Regions from separate parts of the Zea mays genome. Here region 2 is linked to region 1. Evidence: chromatin contacts called from public Hi-C data. All regions are on one chromosome and are shown on one strand. The core of a region is the stretch at or near the end of the contact, and the rest is flanking DNA. Distances in the headings are between cores, read along the strand shown.

The links. A called contact is a pair of places that touch in the nucleus more often than the background predicts.
Region 2: a contact with region 1 is called in a Hi-C map of bundle sheath, with 2.5 times the contacts expected there. The contact joins the promoter of LOC100285103 here to the enhancer-like site in region 1. A contact is called at or near these places in 2 of 25 Hi-C or Micro-C datasets (bundle sheath and leaf).

What each region holds. Positions count from the first base shown.
Region 1 is chr10:14,502,071-14,508,985 of Zm-B73-REFERENCE-NAM-5.0, forward strand. No RefSeq gene overlaps it. Among protein-coding and RNA genes, the nearest start is that of LOC103640880, 47 kb to the left of the region's middle. Within about 2 kb of position 1,406, at least 18 of the 20 cell types and tissues checked have an H3K27ac peak or open chromatin away from gene starts, as enhancers often do. A contact at or near this core is called in bundle sheath and leaf, where this site is marked.
Region 2 is chr10:15,003,795-15,010,410 of Zm-B73-REFERENCE-NAM-5.0, forward strand. It overlaps LOC100285103 (TPD1), which reads right to left and starts at 5,201. Exons shown (of 4, transcript NM_001372174.1): 1 at 4,921-5,201; 2 at 4,375-4,495; 3 at 3,728-3,850; 4 at 2,374-3,260. The coding sequence starts at 4,483. The coding sequence ends at 2,848.

The DNA of each region.
Region 1 (6,915 bases), core at 156-2,655:
CCCACACACGTGCACGCCCCCTTGCCCACCCAACCGCCCCATCTGCCTCTTTTGCATAGGACACACGCACGCCGCATGCCACGCATGGCAGGCCTGCACCCCCCTTCCGCCCTTCTATGCAGGTCAGCCGCACGCCGCCCCGTGCCCCGCGTCCTCGCTCGCCCCACCCTCGCCTCGTGCGATGCCCGGTGCCCCGGTCCCGTGCCCTCGCCCCTCACACCATCGAGACCGCTATCTCCGCGCCGTCGGAGATCTCTCCCAGGATGGCATTCGACATATTTTTCCTGTCATTAAAAATTCTATATTGACTCTTTAGAAATAATTTGTGTGATATTGATAATGTTTGCCACACGAATTTTACATATCATATGATGTTTGTCGTTCGGTATCTATGTTTCATATATTTTTTTTACTCTCGTGGGAATACAGGGGCATGCATGGACCTAGTACATCATATAACTATTCGTGATTAATTAAAGACATGTGTGAATCCACCCATGCATGCATATCTCGGCAACTTTTGCATTAATTATCACTGAATGGATGAGTGATAGGTCGATACAATATATGACACCTAGCTCCTTTTACATATATCGTAGCCCATGCAACCCAGCATGCAATCGTTAAATGCTCATCTGTATAAGGCTCCCAGTCCCATCCCAGATAGAGCCTTCAGCGTGTGCAAGGTGATGAGATCGAATGCGTACCAAAGAAACAAGCCCAAGTGGCGACTGAGGACGACATGACAAAACTATAGGGTATAGCATCAGCATCCAAAATAAAAACCCTAATTGTTTGCGCGCGTCATATACATGCATTGCATGGAGAGCCGGCCGGAGCCCGGAGGTAGTAGCAAAGCATAGCTATGATAGCTGAGACTGAGAGGCTTTGCCATTCATGCAAAAAGCTCGTTCGTTAGTGACGATGACTGATGACACAATCCCCCTGTGCCCTCAGAAAGCCGCGCAATTATTTCGATCGCGACACGGCATCTTTTCCAGGCGAAAAAAAAACAGCAGTCGAAAAGGAAAACAAAGAAAGATGCATGCATAGCCGCCCCTGAATAATCGACGATCAGAGCTGCATTATTATTATTGCACCCTGCGCAGGCAGGCAGGCAGATATATAGATACGTGGCGCTGCTGCTGAACTCACGCACCCAAATCATGCATGCATGGCCTAGCTCGCTTCTTTGACCTGTACCAGTCGTAGGATCTACAGATAAGGCGGGAGGCCGGGGATCAAGCTAACGATCGCTACCAGAAAAAATTCACGTACTAGTAGTGCTGCTGCAGCCTCATCTCCTTCTGCTAGCTTTGGCCGGCGTTGCCCTCTACTCTGTCTGACACTGACGACGAAGGCGATCCTTATCTCCAGACTGCATCGATCCAAGTGCGGGGGACAAAAGAAGCCCTGGATGATTTCAGCACGGGCCCATGCATGCAAATTGCGTGTGCATGCATGCCCGCCCGCCCCCGCCCACCGAGAGAGAGAGAGAAAAAAAAGGCGGCAAAAAAAGGCCACCTCGCCGCAGCTATCTCCACGAGGCGAATTTTAGCAGCTGTATATGTGGCTAGCTAGCAGTGACGAGGGTCATTCGATCAGTCCGCGGACGATGGACGGCCGGCCGCCGGCCGAGTAACCGCGTGCGTGTGTTCATCATGGTGTTGTGCATGATGCCGACGGCTAGCTGCTGCTGGCGACCAGTCTCTCTCTTGTGTTTCTAAATTCTAGCTACTACGGCGTTGGAACGACGCAGAGATTTCACGTGGACTGTATGTCCAGCTAGCGTTCCAAGGGACGTACGTACGGAGACATGCTTAGCCACACGCTAATAACGCGTCCACGTACGCCGTTTATGTGTCCTTGTTACTAGCTTCTTCTTCTTTTCTATGAAAAAATGACGAAGGGGAGGGCCGGGGGTGACTCTTCTCCGATCCCTAGCTTGGTCTATGTAAATGGGGGGAGGACACGTAAAAATGCACAAGAAGCAATCATACAGAGATGGATAGGCTTGAAACTCCTTTCCCTGTGGGGCAATCTAGGACGATATATGGGCAGTGCGCCTTCCATATATATGAATGAGTAGTGTGTCATCTATGTGCTTTTCATATTTTTAGATATCCGGCCCATTGCTGTGTCCAATAGCGTGCGGATATAGTTAAAATAATGCACAAGCAATCATCCACAGATACATGGATATACTTGTGTGTTTTGCTCAGAAATGCCACAAGATCAGAGCTAAGCTTTCCTAAAAACAATGGCGCCCACACCTGATAGAAGAGGCTACCCGCTTTTTCTTTCTTTGAAGGACAGGCCTTAGGTGTCCATGGCAAAGCAGTCCTAAATTCATGGACATCTCTGTACATGAAAGAATAATCCTGTCCAAAACATCTGTACACACTAGTAGAAAAGAGCTCAAAGCCTGCGGCACCCATAAATTATCACTGGCGGTTTCAGTTATCACGCGCCAGTAAAAAAAACAAGGTGGACCCGACTTAGGAACCGCCAGTGGAAACCCATTTTCACTGGCGGTTATCTTAACACAACCGCCAGTGGAAATAGGGTATTTCCACTGGCGGTTGGTGTAACAGAACCGCCAGTGGAAACCTATTTCCACTGGCGGTTTGTGTAACAGAACCGCCAGTGTAAAGACCCTATTTACACTGGCGGTTGTGTTAAGATAACCGCCAGTGGAAATAGGTTTCCACTGGCGGTTTTTCAAACCAACCGCCAGTGAACTGTCTGTTATAAAATACCCATCTTCCCCGCGACAGTGAACTGTATGCTCGCAGCCAGCTTCCATTGGAGGCGATTTTGGAGGTCCAGATTTCACAAAAATATAAGGGGGGAGGTTTTGGTCTTCATTTCTTGGAAGAAGGTGGATAAGAAAGGTTGGTTTATGTTTCTTTGTCAATTTTTGTTCATTCTTGCTCAATTTTAGCCACATTTTGGATCTAGGGTTTCACATGTGAGAGAGAAGAGTATAGATAGGTAATTTTCTCTATTTTCTCAAATGAGGTTGCATAAGATGGTTAGTTTTTGTCTATTCCCTCTCTTTTTCATGTTTAGTTGCTTAATGAATGGTGAATGTGTTGTATGGAAGATTAGTTTAATTATGTTTCAATTGTTAGTTATTGTTTATTTTTGCTCAATTTTAACTACATTTTGAAACTAGGCTTTCACCATATGTTAAAGATAGGTTTGGGTATTAATTTTTTTTGTTTATTAGTTGCTAGGAAAGTTTGGCTTATGTTTCTTTTGCCAAATTTTGTTTATTTTTCCTCCATTTTAGCCACATTTTGGATATAGGGTTTCACCATGTGTTAGAGATAAAGTAGTTTAACTACTTTTATTGGAAGAGATAAAGTAGTCTAACTACATTTGTATATATACCGATCAATATGTACTGTATATATACATGCATGGTAATCTGACTTTTTAGCAGATGTCGCACTCCAACGCGTCCTTCACATTTTAGCCACATTTTTGGATATAGGGTTTCACCATGTGTTTTATGTTACTTTTTTACAGGTGGTGATGGAGAGGACATCCTGGATGTATAACTTATCAAGGCTAGATCCATCATACATATCCGAGGTCCATAGGTTTATTGATGTCGCTACGAACCATGCTTGGAGAACAAAGACAAAACACATATATTGTCCATGCATGGACTGCAAAAATGCTGCTGTATTTAATGACACAGAACAAATCATATCTCATCTGGTATGCCAAGGATTTATGAAGGATTACACAATTTGGACAAAGCATGGAGAGGGTAGCTCTTCGCCTTATACGACTGGAAACCCTGAGAACATCGACGACAGATTTCAGTTCGTTCACGAGACACACCAACCTCTTCCACAGAGCGAACATGTAGTGCAAAATGTTACTGATCATGGTTACGCTGGAGGAAATGAACATGATAGACCTCATGTTCTGCCAAGTGTTATGGATGAGGAAGATGCAGAGTTGCTAGAGGCAATGTTGCGTCGTCATACAGATCAATCGATGTTCTTAATGAAAGGTATGGAGTCCCTAAAGAAGGCAGCAGAAGAGCCTTTGTACGACGAGTCTAAGGGTTGTACCAAAGAGTTCACGACGCTCCGGTCTGTGCTAAAGGTGTTGATGTTAAAAAGCTAAATATGGTGTGTCTGATGCTGGCTTCGATGCGTTCTTGAGTATTATCGCAGACATGCTTCCAAAGGAGAACAATGTGCCTGCTAACACGTACTATGCAAAGAAACTAATCAGTCCGCTCACTATGGGTGTGGAGAAGATCCACGCGTGTAGAAATCACTGTATCCTTTATCGAGGTGATGATTATAAAGACTTGGAGAGCTGCCCAAAGTGCGGTGCAAGTAGGTACAAGACGAATAAAGACTATCGAGAGGACGAAGAGTGTGTTGCATCCGTGTCTAAAGGGAAGAAGCGAAAGAAAGCCCAAAAAAAGACTTCAAAATCCACGAGCAAAGAAAAAGAAGAAGTAGACTATTATGCGCTCAAAAAGATTCCTGCTTTGGTGATGTGGTACCTCCCCGTCGTCGATCGATTGAGGTGTTTGTTCGCTAATCCTGAGGATGCCAGACTTATGAGCTGGCATGCTTCTGATGAGCACAAAAACGATGGGAAGCTTCGACATCCAGCCGATGGGAAGCAGTGGCAAGATTTCAATGACAACCACCGAGACTTTGCCGATGAACCGAGAAATGTTAGGTTCGCACTGAGTACTGATGGAATGAACCCATTTGCTGAGAGGAGCAGCAAGCATAGCACATGGCCGGTGATCCTCACCATATACAACCTTCCTCCATGGTTGATGCAGAAACGGAAGTACATTTTGCTAACCATCCTTATTTCTGGACCTACACAACCTGGAGTTGACATGGATGTATTTTTGGAGCCCTTAATGGAGGATATGAAAATATTGTGGGAAACGGGTGTTCAAATGTTGGATGAGTATCGTAAAGGTTCATTCACGCTGAGAGCAATTCTTTTTGTTACGATCAACGATTACCCTGCTCTCTTCACATTATCAGGCCAGTTTAAGGGAAAGGTTGGTTGCACAGTATGCATTGATGGAACTGCTTACGTATCCCTTGCTGCATCTAGGAAGATAGTTTACATGAGGCACAGACGCTTTTTATTGGAAGGACACAGGTACCGCATGCGAAAGATGGATAAGTACTTCGACAATAATGGTGAACTACATTCTACTGCTCCATCGGGTAACAATAGAGGTCATAGAGTTTTTGAAATAGTCAGGAATATCAAGTTTGTTTTCGGGAAGAAGACAAAAGACGGAAAAACAAGGAAGGATGTCAAACCAGCTTCGGGGGCTATATTCAAGAAGAAGTCTATTTTCTTCGAGTACTTGCCTTACTGGAAAGAGTTAGATGTGCGGCATGCGATCGATGGTATGCACGTTCAGAAGAACGTGTTTGAAAGCATAATGGGCACCTTGCTAGACATAAAGGGCAAAACAAAAGAAGGGCTCAATTCACGCATGGACTTGGTAGATTTAGGCATAAAAAAGGAACTACATCCCGTTCTTCAAGAAAATGGGAAGTACCATCTCCCAGCAGCAAGCTACAATCTCAATGTAGATGAGAAACATGCGATGTGTGTTTGGCTCAAGAATTTGAAAGTCCCATCCGGATTCTGCTCTAGCATACGGAGTATTGTGTCAATGAAAGACCTGACAATCACCAACTACAACTCACATGATTGCCATGTCATGCTGACTACATTCCTACCTATTGCCATCAGGGCTATAAATCCTTTGTTTTTAAAGATGGCAATCACACGGTTGTGCTACTTTTTCAACAGGATTTCACAAAAGGTAATTGGCCGTGATGAGTTGGCATCTCTTCAGGAATTCGCAGTGGAGACAATATCACAGTTTGAGATGTGTTTCCCTCCATCGTTCTTTGATATTATGGTGCACCTTGTGGTGCACTTGGTGCCACAAATAGAGGCATTGGGTCCTATGTACTTGCATGAAATGTGGACGTATGAACGTTTCATGTCAATACTGAATGGCTATGTATCAACCCGTGCTCGTCCCGAGGCATCCATGATAGAGGGGTACTGTACCGAAGAGGCCATTGAGTCCGGAGCTCCATTCTGCAATAGTATCCTAAAAGACCAGGTTGCAATAGGTCTGCCTCCGTCACGACACGAGGGTAGACTGTATGGAAGCGGGAGGATGGGACGGAAATCTTTCATCCCACCGGATTACGATATAGTACTTGAGGCACATCAGAGCATCCTACATCAGCTAACAATAATGGAGCCATTTATCCAACAACACATCAATGAGCTTCGCGAGCAAAATCCTGGGCATACGGATGATTGGGTAATGAAGCAACATAAGCAGCGGTTCAACACATGGCTAATGGTGAAGGACATTCCACGTGGAGAAACAATAGAAGAACAAACCATCAAGGGCTTGGCATCTGGACCATCACGCCAGGTCACAACATGGCAAACCTATGACATTAGTGGATTCACATTTTGTACCAAGTCCAAGGACAAAAAGAGCATGTCACAAAACAGTGGTGTTCGATGCGAAGCCATAGATGATGAAACTGGTGAGATTATTACATATTTTGGCTTTATTGAGGACATATGGGAACTAGACTATGGTACATTTCAGATCTCGGTTTTCCGATGTCAATGGGTTGAAGACAAACATGTCACGGTAGACAACTATGGGGTCAGAGTTCTTGATCTAAGTAAGGTAGGTTACAAAGATGACCCATGGATCCTTGCTAATCGTGCTGCACAGGTCTTCTATGCTGAACATATCATTTCTAACAATGAGAAGAAAAGCACCGACAAACCGAAGCATGTAGTTTTTCCTGGAAAACAACAAGCTATAGGAGTTGATGGTGTATCTGATTTAGAGGA
Region 2 (6,616 bases), core at 3,951-6,450, 510 kb after region 1:
GCAGCAAAAGCCTGTCCCGACCCCCGAGGCGGCGAGGCCAACCAGCCACTGAGCCACAGTAGAGTAGTGGCGCCGGTTCCGAAGCTGTCTGCGCCGGTGTGCATGTGTAGACCGCTGGCTGTCTGCTCGCTGTCCGTCCCGGTCGATCCTTCAAACAGCGACCGTACCACGGACCGTCGATGCGCCGTGCAGTGCTCTGCTCTGCTCTGCTCGCCACCGGAGACAGGTAGGCGGTGCCTGTCCTATGGCACTACTTACTAGCCGTCTACTACTATGCCCAGCCCCAGCCCAGGTCCCAGGATACGCCGCAAGATTTGGGTTGGGAACTTGGGACAGTCGCGTGGACCGTGGTGGCCTGCGCACATCGGTTCGTGCGTGGCTGCTTTGATCGCTCGCGCCGCGTCGCGTGAGCCGACATGACCGCTGACAAGTGCCGATGGCATCCGTTGACGAGCACTCGCGACTTAGTACTCAACATTCTGCTCATTTAATTTGGGCTCCGTTCCGTTCCGTTCGTGCCACCATCATTGTTATGTTGTCAAAATCTTCATTATGTGTTTGATTTCAGCTCTTCGTAACTCGAGATCTTTGGATCGGTTTTCTAATCTAAATATAAGATTAATTAATAGGGTTTCTACATGCCCTTAACCTTAATATATAGGGTCAATTCCTTGTATACCATCGAAAAATATATTTGTTCCTTATATGTCACTAGCCCACATGTCATACACAAAAAATATATATTTATATGTCACTTAGTGGCAATAATAAATGAGTATAAAATTTGATGGTATACCAATAATTTTTTATAATATATATGCTATCCATCTAAAAAAAACATACCCATGACTGCGTCTATACACGCTCAAACATACCCGTTGCTTTTAAAAGGAAAAAAAAACTGTTTCCTGGATTCAGTTCTTTTGTTTGGCTGTTAGGAGTCAAAAGCTAAAAGCTAAAACAAACACACTCTAAGGTGATGTTTGGTTTTCTATAGATTTTGATAAGTTAGATATTGCATAAAATCCGATACATATCTCATTATTATCAACTTATTGTGAAATTAGGCACAAAATCCAGAAAGTCGTTTTGTCTAATAATAAAATTCTAGAAAATGAGACATGAACCAAACAAATCCTAAGTCGGTTTATACGACAATCTCCTCTAGCTACATAACGTCTCTTCATGTATTTATGGTCGTATCTGTTCAAGTAATCTTGTGTGTTTCAATATTGGAAACATTCTTATGGCTATCGCTAATCATGTATGATAAAGGATATTATGAATCAATAATACTCCATCCTTACTCTGGGCACATCCAATACAATAATCCTCCATATATATAAATAGGAAAATCGATCTTGGGCCCGCCGATTTCGGAAAATCGGGCGGTACACTGCGATTTATAGTCGGTTTTGTAAACGCTGACTCGATACCTAAATTTCTTTATATTTTATACCTTGGTTTCGATGGGCTATCATTCCTAGACGTGTTGCACATATCCAAGACGTGCTGGGCTTCATCATATATATATATAGGCAGTGAGACACTATAGTGAAAACGTATCTCTGAGATATTCAAACATCACCTACACGTTGTAGGACTTTTATTACTGGGATATCGAAATCGAAGACATGCCTGACACTGACACCGCTCTTCAATAGTGGCATCTCGTTATCCATTCTCTCAATTAGTTCAAACCTTTCAATTCCCTTTCTCACCGAAGAAATTCTTCTCAACAGGAGTGCTGAGTTCTGTTGCGCTGCTAGGCTCCACTCCAATGCAAGAACCAAGAAGGCCTTCTTGTAGGATTGCAGCAGGAAGCAGCTATCCCACGGCGACAGGGGATGCCCTACACGTGTAAGCCATTAAGCAGGCCCATGCGCCAGAGGCTACGTCCTACAGTACCCTATACCCCTGAGGGCTGGCTGAGGCCAGAGGCCCTGCCCTCATTTCAGCTTTCACAGCCATCACACTCCAATCAATGCGAGGAGCAAAAGCGAAACACGAGCACCCCATCAATCGCCGCAGCGCAGCATGTCTGTCAACTCGCACGGTCAGTCACCCCCATCCCACCACCTCTGTCAACAATGCAGCAGGCTCCTTGCAGAGGCACAGTCTGGCCCAGAAAAAGCAAGTCACACACAGCTGCTATGCTCTGCACGAACCGCACGGACGCAGGGTGAAACACATCAATGGCCTGAGGCACCCGTATCCACCCCTTGGCAAAACGGCATTCATCATGACAAGAAACAGCTCGAACCATTCACATGAGCGAGCAAGCAAACAAGGCACCACGGCAACAGACAGCAGCAGAAGCTCAACCAAAAAGAAGAAAGCGAGCAAATGCCAACACACACGAAAAGCACTCGCTTCCTTCAATAGCAGCTTTGCACTTCCCTGTTGAAACAAAAGCAAAAGATTTGCATTACAGCAGGCCGGCCTGGTTGCCCAAAAATTTCACATCCCGCATCCAGTTACACACTAGTACTTTTTTTTAAAAAAAAAAAGGCTTCTTCCACCGCTCGATCCGTGCCATGTCCATGTACACGTGAGACGAGACCTTGGAACATCGGCAAAAGAACAAAACGCGGAGTCCCTGCCGCCCCCTCGAGCGCCCGATCCTACAGTCCAACAAAATCACCTAAACCACCAGCTAATTACATTTGGATCCAAGAACCAAAGACCTGCCTTGCACTGTCCTACTGCTGCAACTGACTGACTTGTACTAGTATTTTATATAATACTCGTGGTAGTAGTATTATGAGGGTGGAGTTTCTATGCTTATCGTGTGTGGTGCGGACTGCGGACGGAGCGACATGGATGGCGGCGCCAGCCAACGGCCTACTACGGGGCGGTGGTGGGGTCGACGCACGTGGCGACGCGGACGGAGAGCTCGTACGGGAACGAGTTGGCGTACTCGAAGGAGATGGTGTCGCCGCCGAGCAGCGGCCGCCCGTCGTTGAGGAGGCAGTCGTCGTGGCGCAGGCGCCTGAACTTGAGGGGGTCCACCAGGTTCACCGAGCTGAACCACCCGCACCGCACGTGGATGCCCGCGATCGCGCAGTCGCCGCCGCCCGGGTCGCCCAGGCACTGGTTCATCACGTCCACCTTGTACGCCGGCACCCCGTTCGGCAGCGACGACGCGTGGCGCTGGTAGATGGCGATGTCCTCCGCGCCCGCGCACCCCTCGTCCATCCGGCTCGGCCGCACCGGCCCTGCTGCGGCTGCTCCTTCTCCGCTACCGCCAGCGACGACGCCTGCAGTATTGCCGGTGCCACGGCACACAAACAAACAAAAACGTGAGACGGGCCGTAGTGCAGTTGTGTAGTATTGATGCATGCAGCAGACCCGGTTGTGATGCAGGCGCCGAAGCCAGCGGGCCCCCCGCCCTCGCTTCGCTATCGAGGCTACGACAGAACGAATCAATGGAAACTTTAGAGCCAGCAGTTGGCCCCGGCTTCGCTTCTCCCCTCTCTCTCCCGCTTCTATTTCGAACCCCAATACAAAACAGTGCTGGGGATGGGGCCGCACGACCGCAGGGAAGGAGGGACAGCGGGAGCAGGCTTCGGTCGGAGAAAGCGCGGGCCCCCCCCCCCCCGGCTCGGCGGTCGGACCGTCGGACTCGGACGGCGAGGGATGGACGGACCGGACGAGTAGGCGAGTAGGTGTGAGACGGGGACGTGGAGCAGGAGTAGGACGGGACGGGGCTTGCGGTTTCACTCACCTGGCGAGCGGAGTATCTTGCGGGGCAGTGGAGCTGGCACCGGCACGGGAACAGCGGCGGCGGCGGCGCGGAGTGCCGGGCGCGGCGGAACCGCTGGTACGGCGGTCGGCGGCGGCGAGAATCCTGCAGCAACAGACGGGATTGGTTGGATGGAACGTGTTAGTCAAGGCCGAACAAAAAGGCGAAATAATTCCAAATAAAAAGCGAAAGAAAGATCTAAACAAATCAACCGAAAAATATCCCGCGGTTTCGAGAATTCAACGAAAAATTGCACCGAACAAGACCATGAAGTAGCGAGCGCACGAATTCATGAATCGAGATAAAAAAAATTCCCAAAGTAGTCGTGCTGTCACAGCAGTGTATGTATTCATTGTAGAATGGTGTTGGTGATCGAAGGTGGAAAAGGAAAAAAACTAGGTTCGATGGAGTAGATTAATAATTGAACAAAAACCTCTGGCTAGCCTCCACAACAGAAAAATTGTTGAGAAAACCCCTGGACTACAGAAACAAACTCACAAAAATCCCAACAGAAACAATCGAGAGAACTGCGGCGGAGCACGTCGGTACGAGAATGGAGCAACGGAACCGGATAAAAAAAAACAAGGCCAAATCGCCGTGACGGAGAAGTAGCACGACGGGAACACCACCTGCGTCCTGATCGCAGGCGGCGAGGGAGGCGGAACCAAGCAGCACGGCCAACCAGGCCGATGCCACGATCGCCTTCAATCCGGTCGACGACGGCGCCCTCATCCTCATCGCGCTGGGACCCTGCAGCGAACACGAGTTAGAGTCGAACAGATGGACTCGTGAGGCACGTCGAAGCCTTCAACGGAGAAGCACCCCACATCTCCACTTGCATGCAACGAAGCCTGGCTCTACGGCCTTGCCGGTGCCTAGCCTAGCCAGGGATGGAGCGGCGACAAGGGAGGGACACGGCGCGCCACGACGCGCGTCCCAGGTGATCGGGCTGGCATGCAGACGGGCCGCGCCGCTGTGTCGAGCAGAGTCGGTTTCGTATAGCCAGGCGGCCGCGCACCGACGACGACGACGACGACGAGTCGGTGCGCGAATGGCGGCGGCGCCGGGACCAATGGAAGGCGCGCAAGCTCGCACGCGGACCGCGGCGGTTGCAGAGGCGCGGGGAGCGGGGAAAGGCAGACGGACGGGAAGGGGCGGGGCGGCGCGGCGCCTACCTGGAGGAGCTGGAGACGGTGGAGGGTGTCGCCGGTAACGACGACGTGGGTATCCTCACGGCGCGCGGCCGGCAGTTGTTTCGCAGTAGGGTTTGGTGAGGGTGGTCCTCGCCCCAACTCCCTCTCGCGGTCGCACGTGCTGGTGAGGGTGAGGGTGGCGCGGAGGGCGGCGGGCGATGAGGGAGGCGAATGCTCGCGAGGCGTGCGGCGGTGGAGTTGCTGCTGCAGCTGCTTCTTCTTCGCCGCGCCGTGCGCCCACCAAGACACCAAGTACGTGATACGCGGAGATGGAGACGGGCAATGGGATGATATGGGAGGAGGTGGAGGTGGAGGTGGGACTTGGGAGCCAAGAGCAGAGAATGTGCGTTGGTGGTGCTGGGTCCGTCCGGTGGATCCACGGAGGGTGGGCAGTGGACCTGTCGCGGGCAGGCTGCTGCGAAAAGCGTTCTGGTCTTGTCCGCTTCTGGTCAAGGCTGCCCCAAGGGAGGGCAGGGCTCGCTCTCAAATGGCTCTCGGCCTCCTCTTCGGTGGTTTGGATCTGGAACGAAATCCACCGGATTTATTTTTTTCCCATGGAGCTTCATTTCCAAATTCAAGTTTGGATACTGCTAATCAGCTGGCCTGGCGCATCGCAAAAATTACGGGGCGACGGACAATGGATGTGCTGTGCGGCCGCACGGGAAGATCTTATTTGGTTCCTACTTCCCTGCCTTATTTCTAGAATCTCATTCCAAAATCTTATTACTAGTCAGAATAGTTTCTAAAGTTTATATTGTATTCTATTTTGGAATCTCACAATCTCAATATAAAGTGGTAAAAAAATATTCATATTGATTTTTGTACGACATTTAACTTCTCAAAATGAATAAAGAACCAAACGCCATCGAGGAGGCCGGAGACATTTCCGGTCCGCCTAAAAAACAAGGAGCTGGTGACGATCTCAAACGATCCGTGTGAGGCCTGGTTCGACAAGGGCCCCCGGCGTTCCCCTATGGCCCTATCGCCACCCAGCTGGCCAGCTGAGCTGCCGCCGGCCGTTTCGTAGCTCGCGTTCCTCTACCACGCAGCTGCCGGCGGCGGCGGCGAGGCGAGGCGAGCCGGCGACGTCGAAGCTAGCGACCAAATCGTGGGACAGTCGTGACGCCGCACGTACGTGCCGCGAGGCCGCATGGACAGATTACCTGCACACGGCACGTGTGGCTGTTCGTCGTGGCTGTGGTCGTGCGCTGCATGCGCTTGCATTTTTGCACGGCATGGATCTGCCGATGCCGAGCGACGAGCACTCGAGCTGGATGGATGCCTGTACCGTCTGTCTACCCCTGGCGAAGTGGCCGTGCTCAGAATGGAACGGCATCATGATGCTGCTGGGGGGCATGCACGATCTCCTAATGTGTCGGACACTCAGACTCATAGTCTTCCCTCCATGCAATTCTCCTTTTTAAACGTATATACCACAGAGTGTTAGATCTCCTGATTAAAATGTTAGCAGTTCAGCGGAAGAAGCTGAGGATGCGGGAGAAGAAAGAGCGCGAGCAGATCCAATCCGTCGTCCAAACAAGCGCGTTCGTGGGCCGAATGAATTCAAGCTAATTATAAAATTTAGTATGTTTCCCGTTAAAAGTTTAAATACCATTATCAACTAATTATAAAACTAATTGTTGATAACGTGTTCTCAAAATTTATGAATAAAGAACAA